Linked DNA regions of Triticum aestivum: region 1 is linked to region 2. The links are chromatin contacts, called in public Hi-C maps. All regions are on one chromosome and are shown on one strand. The core of a region is the stretch at or near the end of the contact, and the rest is flanking DNA. Distances in the headings are between cores, read along the strand shown.

What was found. A called contact is a pair of places that touch in the nucleus more often than the background predicts.
Region 1: a Hi-C map of leaf shows a contact between it and region 2, with 3 times the contacts expected there. The contact joins two enhancer-like sites. A contact is called at or near these places in 2 of 5 Hi-C or Micro-C datasets (both in leaf).

The regions. Positions count from the first base shown.
Region 1 is chr7D:406,332,014-406,338,643 of IWGSC CS RefSeq v2.1, reverse strand. It overlaps the pseudogene LOC123168102. Among protein-coding and RNA genes, the nearest start is that of LOC123170280, 150 kb to the left of the region's middle. Within about 2 kb of position 1,848, at least 8 of the 8 cell types and tissues checked have an H3K27ac peak or open chromatin away from gene starts, as enhancers often do. A contact at or near this core is called in leaf, where this site is marked.
Region 2 is chr7D:406,169,928-406,176,511 of IWGSC CS RefSeq v2.1, reverse strand. No RefSeq gene overlaps it. Among protein-coding and RNA genes, the nearest start is that of LOC123164602, 14 kb to the right of the region's middle. Within about 2 kb of position 5,096, at least 1 of the 8 cell types and tissues checked has an H3K27ac peak or open chromatin away from gene starts, as enhancers often do. A contact at or near this core is called in leaf, where this site is marked.

The DNA of each region.
Region 1 (6,630 bases), core at 599-3,098, 170 kb before region 2:
ATTTTGATTGCTAGCTCCTGGCCATCTATCTTTGTTGCATGATAGACATTTGCCTGCACAGGAAGTGGATTAATGTTGAATATGGAAGTAGATATACCCAATTGGGAAAACAGATAACTGAAACCAGCAGATAGAGCAGAATTCTCTTTATTCTATTTACCGAACAAGGAGCTGTATTTCATTTATTAATGTTCTAATGCTTTTAGGTCTGCAGTAAAGAGAAATACACAGATCGAAGGAAATAGTTCAGTAGCACATGCACTGCATTTTAGTGTTTACCTCTTTTCCTGTAGAAATGCAGCCATTTATATTATTAAAAACACCACTATTCAACATCTTGAACAAAACCATGCGTGTTCTTGGGTCAATGGCCTGCATATAAATGAATTACTTCGCTGATGAAGTTATTAGATAAATGTAAAGTAACCGATACTTCATTAAGCATCAGGAAGAGCATGGTTAATGCTTGTACTCCCTCTGTTCCAAAATTCTTGTCTTATAGATTTGTCTAAATATGGATGTATCAAGTCACGCTTTAGTATTAGATACATCCGTATCTAGACAAATGTAAGACAAGAATTTTGGGACAGAGGGAGTATAAGAGAAGAAACTTCTACCCCTCAGCCGTATATACAAAAGTAAAGATAATTAACGTGGTAGTCATGTCTAACGAAAAACTGCAATCAGGAATCAGGAAAATAATTTAGATAGCATCACCTCAGACAATTTCACTTAAGTAGCCAACATTACTGCAAGAAAAAGAGTTGGTGACTCATGGTGCCATTTAGATCATACATATAGCTGGGAATTAAACAGAGTTCCATAAAAAAGTGCAATAAAAGGCAGAATGGTATGTAAAATGCACTAAAACAAATTCTTAATGACTTAATTTGACTTCTTGTGTATCCAGTACAAGAAGATACTTTCTAACCAAGCAGACTCTTGAAACAAATGCCAGCTCGATTGAAAGGGAGTGGAATGGTACATTAGGATTATGCAAGATTGCAAGTGCAAGCAGACATGTTCCGCTCCAAAAGGCATAGGACAGAATAAAATATCACTTAGCAGAGAGCATGTAAAGACCTGTTCCACCGTAGCACGATCGGCCTTCTCATGGTTCCTATTTTGCCAATTGATGTATCCCTTATGCTGTCCCTGATTGCAGTCGTTACCGAATTTGACATCCCCACGTTCATTCTACCTTCCCACTCCTTATAAATAATACAAAATCCATCACATAAGATATTGAACACAACGTACCATAACACGAGACTGTAGATATCATGCACAAGCAAATAATTCACCACGCTAGGATCTCTAAGGCGAAAAGTTGACGCTGCATACCTCCAAGGGCGTGGCCCGGATGTGGGAGGCGAGCTTCTGCGTGCGATTGGAGAGCGGCTGAAAGGGGCGGGAGAGCACGCCGCCGTGCGCATTCGGCCTCCGCGCCGCTGCCGCGCCTCCGACGGTCGAGAAGGCGGCGGATAGCCGGGCTGAACCATCATGGCTCTCGACGGTGTCGAGCCAGTCCAGGCCGTCGCCCACTTCGGAGTCGGAGACATCTTCCGAGACGTCGGACTCGGACCACTCGTCCGCAAGGTCGAGCTCGACGTGCACCATCTTCGACGACAGAATGCTCGTCGTTCACCGAGATCTGTGCCTTGATGCTCTTCGCGAGCCACCGCCCACGCGCAGAGTCGCCGCCGCACCCCGCGCGCTGATCCGCTGCTCTTGCGGCCGCCCCGTTGTCGCGCCGTCGCGCCGTTGCCTTCTCTTGCTCGCCTGTGCCTGCGCTGTGGGCGGTGTGGCGGCTGGGATGGGGGGATGAGATTTCGGTAGTTAGGGTTCGATTTGTGGCTAGGGCCGTGCCTGGCGTGACGCATACCCGGCACGGCACGTGGCTAAACGCACGCCTGGGCCAGGCCCGCGTTTATTTTATTTATATCTATCTTTATTTTTATCTTTAACTTTACCTAATTAATTAATTAATTGGTTAATATTATAATTATAATAATAATCTTTATCTTTACCTATAATAATAAAGCGTCTATGGCTTCTGCCCGTTCACTCGTCGCAGTCGTTTTGCAAATAGGCCCTCCTATTTTTCAGCAATTGCACCCGCGGTCCCTCTTCAAGTGATATCTGGGAAATCGCTTCGATTTTACAAATTGACCCCTGAATTTATTAGAATTCGACCCTAGCTCCTATCCTCTATCTTATCCAGACGCTCCGTCTGGAATGCCCTTCCCGCCGTTCCTCCCGCCGCATGGCCTTCGCCGGCCCTCCGCCACGCAGTGGTGCGCCCGAGCTTGGGAGCGCCGCTGCTGCGTCCGCGCTGGTCCTGGATCCTAGACGGCGAGCCTCCCCGACCTTTGATCCCCTCGCTTCAACGGCGGTGGCACCCGTCCTTAATATTGACAGCCCGATTCCGGCCAACTCCGACGCCTTCCCCGGTCTGCCGCTCATGGGAACGGATCACTTCGCGCCCCCTACTGATTCTCCCTGTAGCCGGCCTTCCTCGCCACCCCGGCGAGCCGCTTGGCCACCGAGGAGACGAGTTGCGCCGCCCGTGAGCACCTCTCCTGATTCCTCTCTTCCCTCTCCCGCATCGGCCGCGCGAGTAGGAGCACGCCGCCTGCCGCGTGCCGTCGGCCATGGATGCGGCCTAGAACTACTACCGCCCCTGCCCTGCCGTGCGCCGACGGCCATGGACCAGTTGCGCGAGGAGGAGCACGCCACGGCGGCCGCGCATGAATGCGGCCGAGAACTGCTGCCGCCCCTGAACTGCAGCCGCGACGCGCCGCACCTGTCGTGCGCCCCTGTCCTGGGCATGATGCTGCTGCCGCTCGGTGCTGCCGCTGGGTCGTGCTGCTGCTCGCCTCTCCGGTCCGCCGGTGCCTCCCGCTCGGGCGGCGTCCCGGGCTGACGGGGACGCGCAGCGTGCGTCCGAGCTGCTGCTCGCATCGCGTCGCGACCGCTGCTGGACCCGAGGGAGCAGCCGGCTGCGCGCGTCCGGGGGAGCGCCCGAGCAGCTCGCGTTCGAGCTGACGGCTGTGTGCGCGCCCAAGGGAGCAGCTACCCAGTGCAGCGGCATCAGCTACCCAATGAATGCCCACAACTTTTGTTTATTAGGTTCGTAATGTTTTTGCAACAGTTTTTCTCATTGAGCTTTGTTCCTTAGCTATGGAATTTTGCATAATAATTTGGAATATTCTTGCAGTTTTTTGTCTATTGCTGGTTGGTGTAATCTGCAAGAAAGTGACAGAATAGTCTATTTATCAAGTATATGAAAGTCTGAAGTCCCTTTTGAACAAAAGGTTGATCATAAGCGAACCATGTTGGATCCAAACAATTTCATTGTTCAGGATACGCCTAAGGAACTTCGAGCTGAATGGATTGATGCAGAAGACATTCCAACTGCCAGTGAGCAGCTTGTGCAGAAGAATAAGAAATAGAAAACTTCACCCAGGGACACTGCCGGTTCAAGATGAGCATGAAGCTGATACCAAACTACTGTCTCAAGATACTCCCTCTGTTGACAGTCCGAATGTTGTTAATGATAACGCTGCAATTGAAGTTCCTCCTTGACAAGCTGACAAGATAGATAGCACAATTTCTCCGACGTAATCAAGCCCAACAACGGCATGAACAAAAGGATGAGTTTTTCCTGAACTTCTTATATACCATTGATTTATCATCATATTTTTCATGTTGATTGGGTTATCAAAGTACCTCTATTTTCTCATTCCAATTTGTCACTTGGCAGGTTCTATAGGCTTAACAAGGATTATTGTGTTTCAGCTTTTATAGATTATATACACTGTAGAGGTTATCCCATATGATTTACACGGATTTATAGAACATCAGTCTAATTTAGAGGCTATGTGTAGTGCAAAGGAAACTCTGGACTGAAGCAGCCATTGCCCTGTTCTTTTATATATGTGTCTGAACTCTGGACTGAAGCAGCCTATGTTGACAAGTAATCGGCACAGCAATAGATGGACCCGTGTCCGCAGCCCCATGGACGATATTGCTCTCTCCAACGAAGACCGGCAAAGGTGCGTTTAACATCGAGTACCTTAATTTAGGTCATGATGTGAGAGTACACTGGCTGATGCACCCTTACAAAAATCTGGATGCTCTTGCACTTTTGGTTTTATTAGCAAATTGTTCATGAAAATATGGACGTTGTATATGTAAAGATACACTTTTTACTTGACAAGCGAAATGAAATATGAGGTTCAGGCTAAATTTCTGATGCCATTTTCCCATGATGCCCTGCATTTTGATGATGAGAATGTCGGTCATACTAATACGTGGAGCAAAGCAAGTTACCTTTTAATGTTTTAGTGTATTTCCCCATGATTAGAACATGCTCGTTCATGACTTTATTTCTTGGTTTAGTGTTTAAAAAGCTAACCTCAGTGAGTATTCAGAAAAGATTGAAGCACTAGCTGCCGTACTCACTACTTCAGTGGTACGTTTTATGCTGTCGATTCATATTTGTATTGATATGCTGAATTCGTCCACCAAAACCTAAATACGACTATGCCATATTTATCCCCAGACTCATTATTTGAACTGATCTCTCATACCAGTACATGTCAACGTTACTTAGTTGTGTAGCTTCTAGATACACTTCCATTACTATCTTTTTTAGGCAGCTAGAAAATGAACATCCGCATTGATGCAATCATTGAAGAAAGCAAGCTGCTCATCTTGACAAGTAATCGACAATAGCTATAACCATGACAGTGTCCCCAGCTAGAATATCGCTCTCTCCAATGCCCGTAATAGCGAAGGTGCATTGTAACACCGAGTAGCTTTATTCAGATCATGGTTAATCTATACAGTTGTGACGCCCCCGATTCAATCGTACACTAATGATACACGCAAACGTGTACGATCAAGATTAGGGACTCACGGATGATATCACAACACAACTTTAAAAACATAAATAAGCCATACAAGCATCATAATACAAGCCAGGGGCCTCGAGTGCTTGAATACAAGTGCTCGATCATAGACGAGTCAGCGGAAGCAACAATATCTGAGTACAGACATAAGTTAAACAAGTTTGCCTTAAGAAAGCTAGCACAAAAGTAGCAACGATCGAAAAGGCAAGGCCTCCTGCCTAGGATCCTCCTAAACTACTCCTGGTCGATGTCAGCGGCCTGCACGTAGTAGTAGGCACCTCCGGTGTAGTAGGAGTCATCGTCGACGGTGGCGTCTGGCTCCTGGGCTCTAGCATCTGGTTGCGACAACCAGACAGAAAGGAAAGGGGAAAAAGAGGGAGAAAAACAACTGTGAGTACTCATCCAAAGTACTCGCAAGCAAGGAGCTACATTACATATGCATGGATATATGTGTAAAGGGCCATATCGGTGGACTGAACTGCAGAATGCCAGAATAAGAGGGGAATGGCTAGTCCTATCGAAGACTACGCTTCTGGCAGCCTCCGTCTTGCAGCATGTAGAAGTGAGTAGATTGAAGTCCTCCAAGTAGCATCGCCTAGCATAATCCTACCCGACGATCCTCTCCTCGTCGATCTGTGAGAGAGCCATCCCCGACGATCCTCGGAGCTCAACTCCCCGGGACACTGCCACAACCCCTAAATGTCAGGAGGCACCAAGAACAATGTTCTCGTCACAAAGCCATCGGAACGATTCCAAGATACCCGCGTGATCCTAAATTTTTTTTTAGTGAAATTTGAGGAGAGAAAAGTCAAAACTTCTACGTCAGGAGGCCTCACCAGAGCGACGAAGGGACTGAGGAGTAAAAAGAATCCTACTCTCCGATATATATAATCCTAAGACTCAAAACATTTTTGTTCTAGACTCAACAACGCTAGCGATTCGATCAAGCAGGGGGCTCCTAAGTCGGGGATGGCTCTGATTACCAACTTGTAACGCCCACGATGCGGCTATATCTCCCACGTGTCGAGGCACGACTTAGAGGCATAACCGCATTGTAGGTATTGTCGCAAGAAGGGTCATCTTCACACAATCCCATGTAATGAACAAGAATGGGATAACGAGAGTTGGCTTACAATCGCCGCTTCACACAATACATAAATTAATTCATACATCATCCAAAATCCACACATAGACCGACTACGGTCAAATCCAAAGGAAAATAAGATAACCCCAAATGCTAGATCCCCGATCGTCCCAACTGGGCTCCACTACTGATCATCAGGAAACGAAACATAATAACGACCACGTTCCTCGTCGAACTCCCACTTGAGCTTGGTTGCGTCATCTGCACTGGTATCGTCGGCACCTGCAACTGTTTTGGTAGAATCTGTGAGTCACGAGGACTCAGCAATCTCACACCCGCGAGATCAAGACTATTTAAGCTTATAGGAAAGGATGGCGTAATGAGGTGGAGCTGCAGCAACCACTAAGCATATATGGTGGCTAACATACGCAAACTAGAGCGAGAAGAGAAGCAACACAACGGTCGCGAAGCTAGAAATGATCAAGAAGTGATCCTGAAACTACGTACGTTCATGCATAACTCAAACCGTGTTCACTTCCCGAACCCCGCCGAAAAGAGACCACCACGGTTACACACACGGTTGATGTATTTTAATTTAGTTAAGTGACAAGTTCTCTACAACCGGACATT
Region 2 (6,584 bases), core at 3,847-6,346:
AAAAAAATCCTACGCACACGCAAGATCATGGTGATGCATAGCAACGAGAGGGGAGAGTGTTGTCCACGTACCCTCGTAGACCGAAAGCGGAAGCGTTAGCACAACGCGGTTGATGTAGTCGTACGTCTTCACGATCCGACCGATCCAAGTACCGAACGTACGGCACCTCCGAGTTCAGCACACGTTCAGCTCGATGACGTCCCGCGAACTCCGATCTAGCAGAGCTTCACGGGAGAGTTCCATCAGCATGACGGCGTGATGACGAAGATGATGTTTCTACTAACGCAGGGCTTCGCCTAAGCACCGCTACGATATGACCGAGGTGGAATATGGTTGAGGGGGGCACCGCACACGGCTGGGAGAGATCAACTTGTGTGTCCTAGGGTGCCCCCTGCCCCTGTATATAAAGGAGCAAGGGGGAGGCCGGTCGGCCCCTGTAGGGCGTGCCAGGAGGAGTCCTCCTCCTAGTAGGAGTAGGACTCCCCTTTCCTACTCCTACTAGGAGGAGGAAAGGAAGGAGGAGAGGGAGAAGGAAGGAGAGGAAGGAAAAGGAGGAAAGGGGGGCCGGCCCCCTAGTCCAATTCGGTTTGGGCTAGGGAGGCCGCGCGCCCTGCCTCCTCTCTTCCACCACTTGGCCCATGAGGCCCATTACTTCTTCCTCGTATTCCCATAACTCCCTGGTACCTCGAAAAATATCCGAATCACTCGGAACCTTTCCGATGTCCGAATATAGTCGTCCAATATATCGATCTTTACGTCTCGACCATTTCGAGACTCCTCGTCATGTCCCCGATCTCATCCGGGACTCCGAACTACCTTCGGTACATCAAATCACATAAACTCATAATACCGATCGTCATAAAACTTTAAGCGTGCGGACCCTACGGGTTTGAGAACTATGTAGACATGACCGAGACACGTCTCCGGTCAATAACCAATAGCGGAACCTGGATGCTCATATTGGCTCCCACATATTTTACGAAGATCTTTATCGGTCAAACCGCATAACAACATATGTTGTTCCCTTTGTCATCGGTATGTTACTTGCCCGAGATTCGATCGTCGGTATCTCAATACCTAGCTTAATCTCATTACCGGTAAGTCTCTTTACTCATTCCGTAATGCGTCATCCCGCAACTAACTCATTAGTCACATTGCTTGCAAGGCTTATAGTGATGTGCATTACCGAGAGGGCCCAGAGATACCTCTCCGACAATCGGAGTGACAAATCCTAATCTCGATCTATGCCAACTCAACAAGTACCATCTGAGACACCTGTAGAGCACCTTTATAATCACCCAGTTACGTTGTGACGTTTGATAGCACACAAAGTGTTCCTCCGGTATTAGGGAGTTGCATAATCTCATAGTCATAGGAACATGTATAAGTCATGAAGAACGCAATAGCAACAAACTAAACGATCAAGTGCTAAGCTAACAGAATGGGTCAAGTCAATCGCATCATTCTCCTAATGATGTGATCCCGTTAATCAAATGACAACTCATGTCTATGGCTAGGAAACTCAACCATCTTTGATCAACGAGCTAGTCAAGTAGAGGCATACTAGTGACACTATGTTTGTCTATGTATTCACACATGTATTATGTTTCCGGTTAATACAATTCTAGCATGAATAATAAACATTTATCATGATATGATGAAATAAATAATAACTTTATTATTGCCTCTAGGGCATATTTCCTTCAGCTTCATCGGACGCTCCTCCAACCGGAGGTAGGCCACAAACTTGGCGAAGGAGGGCTCGGGGATGAGCGTGAGGTTCGCCGCGGTGTTGCCGAAGTCCTCGGTGAGGCCCGCGGTGAGCGTGCTGAGGAGGAGATCGTCATCGATCTTTGCGCCGATATCGCGGAGCTCGTCAGTGAGAGTCTTGAGACGGCGAAAGTAGTCGTCGATGGAGGAGTTGTCCTGGTGGCACCCAAAAAACTCTTGCTGCAAAAAAACAAGACGTTGGAGACGATTGTCGGTGAAGAGTCCGTTCAGCTTAGTCTAAACGGCGAGGGCATCATCACCGTCCTGCACGACCGTGTTTAACAGGTCCGGCGAGATGGTGAGGAAGAACCATCGGATGAGCATGGTGTCGATGGTGGACCACTCATGATGCGCGGGCACGAGGCTGGAGTCAACGGAGCCGTCCACGTGGTCGAGGAGGTTGTACTCCCAGAACACGAGGAAGAAGTATGTCTTCCATGCGTAGTAGGAGGAGTCCGTCTGAGCAAGGCGGACCGGAACCCGCTCGTAGATGTTGAGGTTGCCGATGTCGGCGGCATCGGGGGGGGGGGGGGGGGGTGGCGTCGACGAACGGGTTGGAGGCGGATGAGGTGACGGAAGACATGGCGGGAAGATTAAGGTTAAGGGCGACGGCTGTAGGGGGTGTGGCGGCGGCTTGTAGTGGCAGGGAGAGGGGTCGCGGCGGCTAGGATAGGTGGCGGCGGCGAGGGTGGGAGGCGGCGCCGGCGCTAGAGGGAAAGACGGCGGCGAGAGGTCGCGGCGGCGGAGAGGGAGGAGCACAGCGGCGGTGGGAGGGAGCGCGGCGGCGGGGGGGGTAAGACGCTGCGGCGGCGGCGCGAGGGAGGAACACGGCGGCAGCGGCGGCAATGGTCAGCGGGAGCTAGGGTTGAAACCCGAAAACTGATACCATGTATGATGATGGAATTGCATGATGTATTGACCGGGTGCAATCGCACGTATATATGATGTACAATGGTGGACAACGACCTCGACCATATAAGGAACTAGGAGGTGGGCCCGATACACAATATGCACATAACACATATACTCAACAACGCTCATTTCACTATTGTTTAAACTAGATAATATTGGATATTCCAAAAAAATCACTCTGACCTTATCGCTAATGACTAACAAATACAAAAGATTGCAAATCCCTTTGTGTAATTATTTCCACAGGAAATGGACCTATACATGGAAATATAAAGTGTGGAGATCAAGCCAAGCCAACTGGATGCATCACGGAGGATCCAGGAGAGAAGACGGCGCCTGGTACAAGCACACCCACTCATAAAGTGCTCGTACTAGGTGCGAGCAGCTCCATGGCGTCATCCTTGACACCAATGGCAGAGCTACAAAAAATTTGTTTGGTGGACCAAGATGAAGGAAACACATTTTTTCTCTCTCAAAAGGCCAGCTTTTTCTCTACCCTCCACAGTTTTGGCCATGAGCTAGGCGGGCCATGGCCCATTTGGCCTTGTTGTCCTCCGCCAGTGCCTGACACACTTTATAACAGGCTCGGCCCCATTCATAACAAAACGCCTAGAACATCGCCAACAAGAGCATAGGATCACCATCATCATTCCCAGAAACCCTAGCCGCCACCATCTCCTTAGACATTCTCCCCATAGTTTGCCATACTTGTAATCGATCCATCACATATAGTGACATTGTAAGACTCTATACAATCATTCCTCTTCAATGCCATCTACAATGTTTTCCGTATGTGCTCTGATTGTGATGTGTGAGTAATCCCCTTGGATGATTTGGTCAATTACACTGGGAAGGAGTGGGATGTTGCATCGTTGGAGCATTCCTTCCACAGGAGCGACATGGATGACATCTTGCATGTACCAATTGGAGGGCCGAGGAGGGAGGACTACCCAACCTGGAACCACACTAAGAACGATTTTTTCGTATGATCCATTTACCATCTCTGCATGGATCTCAAGCGGGTGAAGGTGTGTGGCCCCGAGAGATCCTCCTCGGTGTCCGAACACAAAGGCTGGTTGGAGCTATGGGGCTCGGAGGTTCCGACCAAGGCTAAAATTCACACATGGAGGCTCATCCATAACGGGCTAGCGGTGGGAGCAGAGTTGCATAGGCGCCATATTAAGGAGGGTGCTTTTTTCCAGTTTGCGCGCGGGATGAGACAACTCTTCACCGCTTTTGGACATGTCCATATGCTCACCGCTGCTGGTACTTGGTCAACGCAGATAGAGGGGATGATGTATTCTCCCCTCCCACCATTGTGTCTTTGCATCAAGAGTTAAAGAGTTGTCTGCTGGATTGGTTTGCTAAAGCGAGAGAAGCGGATATATGTGTGATGATCATGATGTTATATCACATGTGGCTGTCTAGAAACGCAACTCGGGACAGGAAACTGACTGAGGAAGCGCGTTTACTGGTTGACCGGTTTTGGCGACTGCTAGAGGAGTGGCCCGAAATTCATTCCTCCTCGTTGGTCGTTCAGGGAGGAAAGCTAACGGAGCCTTGGCATCCTCCTGAGCTAGGTTGGCTCAAGGTGAACATTGACGGGGCAATTGCAAAGGTGGATGGCTCAGGCGGCGGGGGAGCGACCGTTCGCGACCATCATGGTATGTTCATGGCAGGCTCATGCCATTTCTTTCCTCTGCCGCTGATTCCATGCATACAGAACTCATGGCGTGCCGGCGAGGAGTCCAGCTTGCGTTGGAAGTTGGCGCCTAAAAGATCATGCTGGAGACAAACAACCAGGGGCGATGCAAGCTCTAAAGCTAAAGGAGTTGGATAGCTCGAGGTACGGCCCTCACCTCGAAGAGGTCAAGGAACTTCTCGCCTCGACGGGTGATTTTCAAGTGTGATAAGCTAGACGCTCTGCCAACCGGGCGGTGCATAATCTAACTAGGAAAGGCTGCCTAAATAAGATGTGTAAGACTTGGTTTACTATTTCTCCGAACTATCTTACCGACATTGTCACGGCTGTAAGTAATAAAGTGTCAGTAATTTTCCCCTAAAAAACTTGTTGAAGGAGAATAGAAAGGTTGAGATCACTCATGTGAACCAAAACAAAATGTTGCGAGCCACTACATGGCTAGTTATGGTTGAAGGGAAATGCGCACTGCAGTATGGTTGCGTTCAGGACCTGATGAGGTGGCGAGTCGTTGTAACGCTGACAATATTTCTGTGAGTTAATAAAATTCCCTTTTGACCTGCCAAAAAAAACCGTACAAACGTTGTCCCTGTTTTTCACGCGCGTTCATGTGGGCTCGACTAGCACCAGCGGAGAGAGATATACCATGAAGGAAGGACGTTGAAGTGTTCAAATGAAGTTGATGGCTATGTGCAAATTCAACGAGAAGACCGCGCACGAGAGCATCTTACGTACGGGACTTGATTTGACGTATCTCATTGTTCATGACCTAACCTGACCAGACGTCCTGCTCCCTAGATTCCTTTCACAGCTAAAAAAAATTACATGTGATAATTCTACAGTTCTACAGGTTGCAATTGGGGGAATCTGGCCTATAGCCCCGAAGGAGCAAATTCCGAATTCTGGTGAAGGATGGTTGCTGCACCCCTTGGCGCTTCACCCTAGCGAGGTTGGTGACATGATTCAGGGTGGACGTAGCGAGCGAGCTTTTCGGCCCGCTCGTGGCCCGCTAAGGACCGGACCGATCGGTCCTGGCCCGCTGAAGAAAAGGGGCGGTCCGGTCCGTGAATAACGGCCCGAAAAACTTTCGGTCCGTTCTGGATTTTGGCCGAGCCGACCGAGCCGACCGAGCGGACCGAGAAGAAAACACAGTCGCCACCGCTGCGTTAGTCGTCGTCGCAGCCACCGGCGACCCTCAGGTGAACCACCATGTCTCCGAGAACCACGGCATCGGCATCGTCCTCCCTGCGCAATAAATTAGTCAAGATCGCAACAAAGACGACACACGCATCAAATTCGTCGACCACGTCCGTCGTCTGCCGCCATCAAATTCGTCGCCGTTGTCGTGTCCCCGGCTACATGCACCAGTAAAGAGGGTGCGGCCTTCCTCCTGCGTGCGCATGCTATGGTCTCCTTGTGCCTCTCCCCGTGATGTTCGCTTGCGTCGGTGCCCACAGAAGCACGGTGGCCATGGCGAGCTGCAGAAGGATACACGCTGCACATGCATCTTCAGCACAGGAGTAACGAAGGGCACCAGCAGACGATCGAGTTGCAAACGCACGCGCGCTACGAAGCAGTACAGGAGCACGACAGTAAGTGTTAAACTCGTCGTGGTTCAGTTTCATCAGAATCTTCAGTATTTTCAGTTTCGTCAGTGTTTTCAGAATCTGCAGTATTTTCAGTTTCGTCAGTATTTTCAGAATCTTCAGTATTTTTAGCAGCGGCATAAGCCCACGACAACACTGGTTGCACGCGGGGGTGATCGTGGCTGCCCGCCCGCACACAGAAAATCTTGGGCCGTTTTCCTTTCCTTTCTTTCCGTCGAACAGAAAATAGAAATAACTAGACAAACGAGGTTCGATCCGTTAATTACGGCGTCATCCCACGACTGACTCCACGTAAAAATTGATCCTCTAATTACGGCAGTCCCGTACGCGTAAAATCGTGGGCTCATGCATGCATTAAATTGCTTGCATGTAACGGAAAAACTATATGGGAGGATTTAAAACCTTCGTACCGATCTAGTCCACGGGAGGAGTATTCCTCCAACGAAAGTGTTGAAGAATTTTTTGTGCAGCTATATGAGCCCACTGCGAGATTTGAAGCACTTGAGCATTGAACAAATTTTGAACGGCAAGTCTCCTGTGGACGCTTTGCATTTCAGGCGTCAAGGTGTCGCCCTCTCGATGGAGGGCTCTTTCTT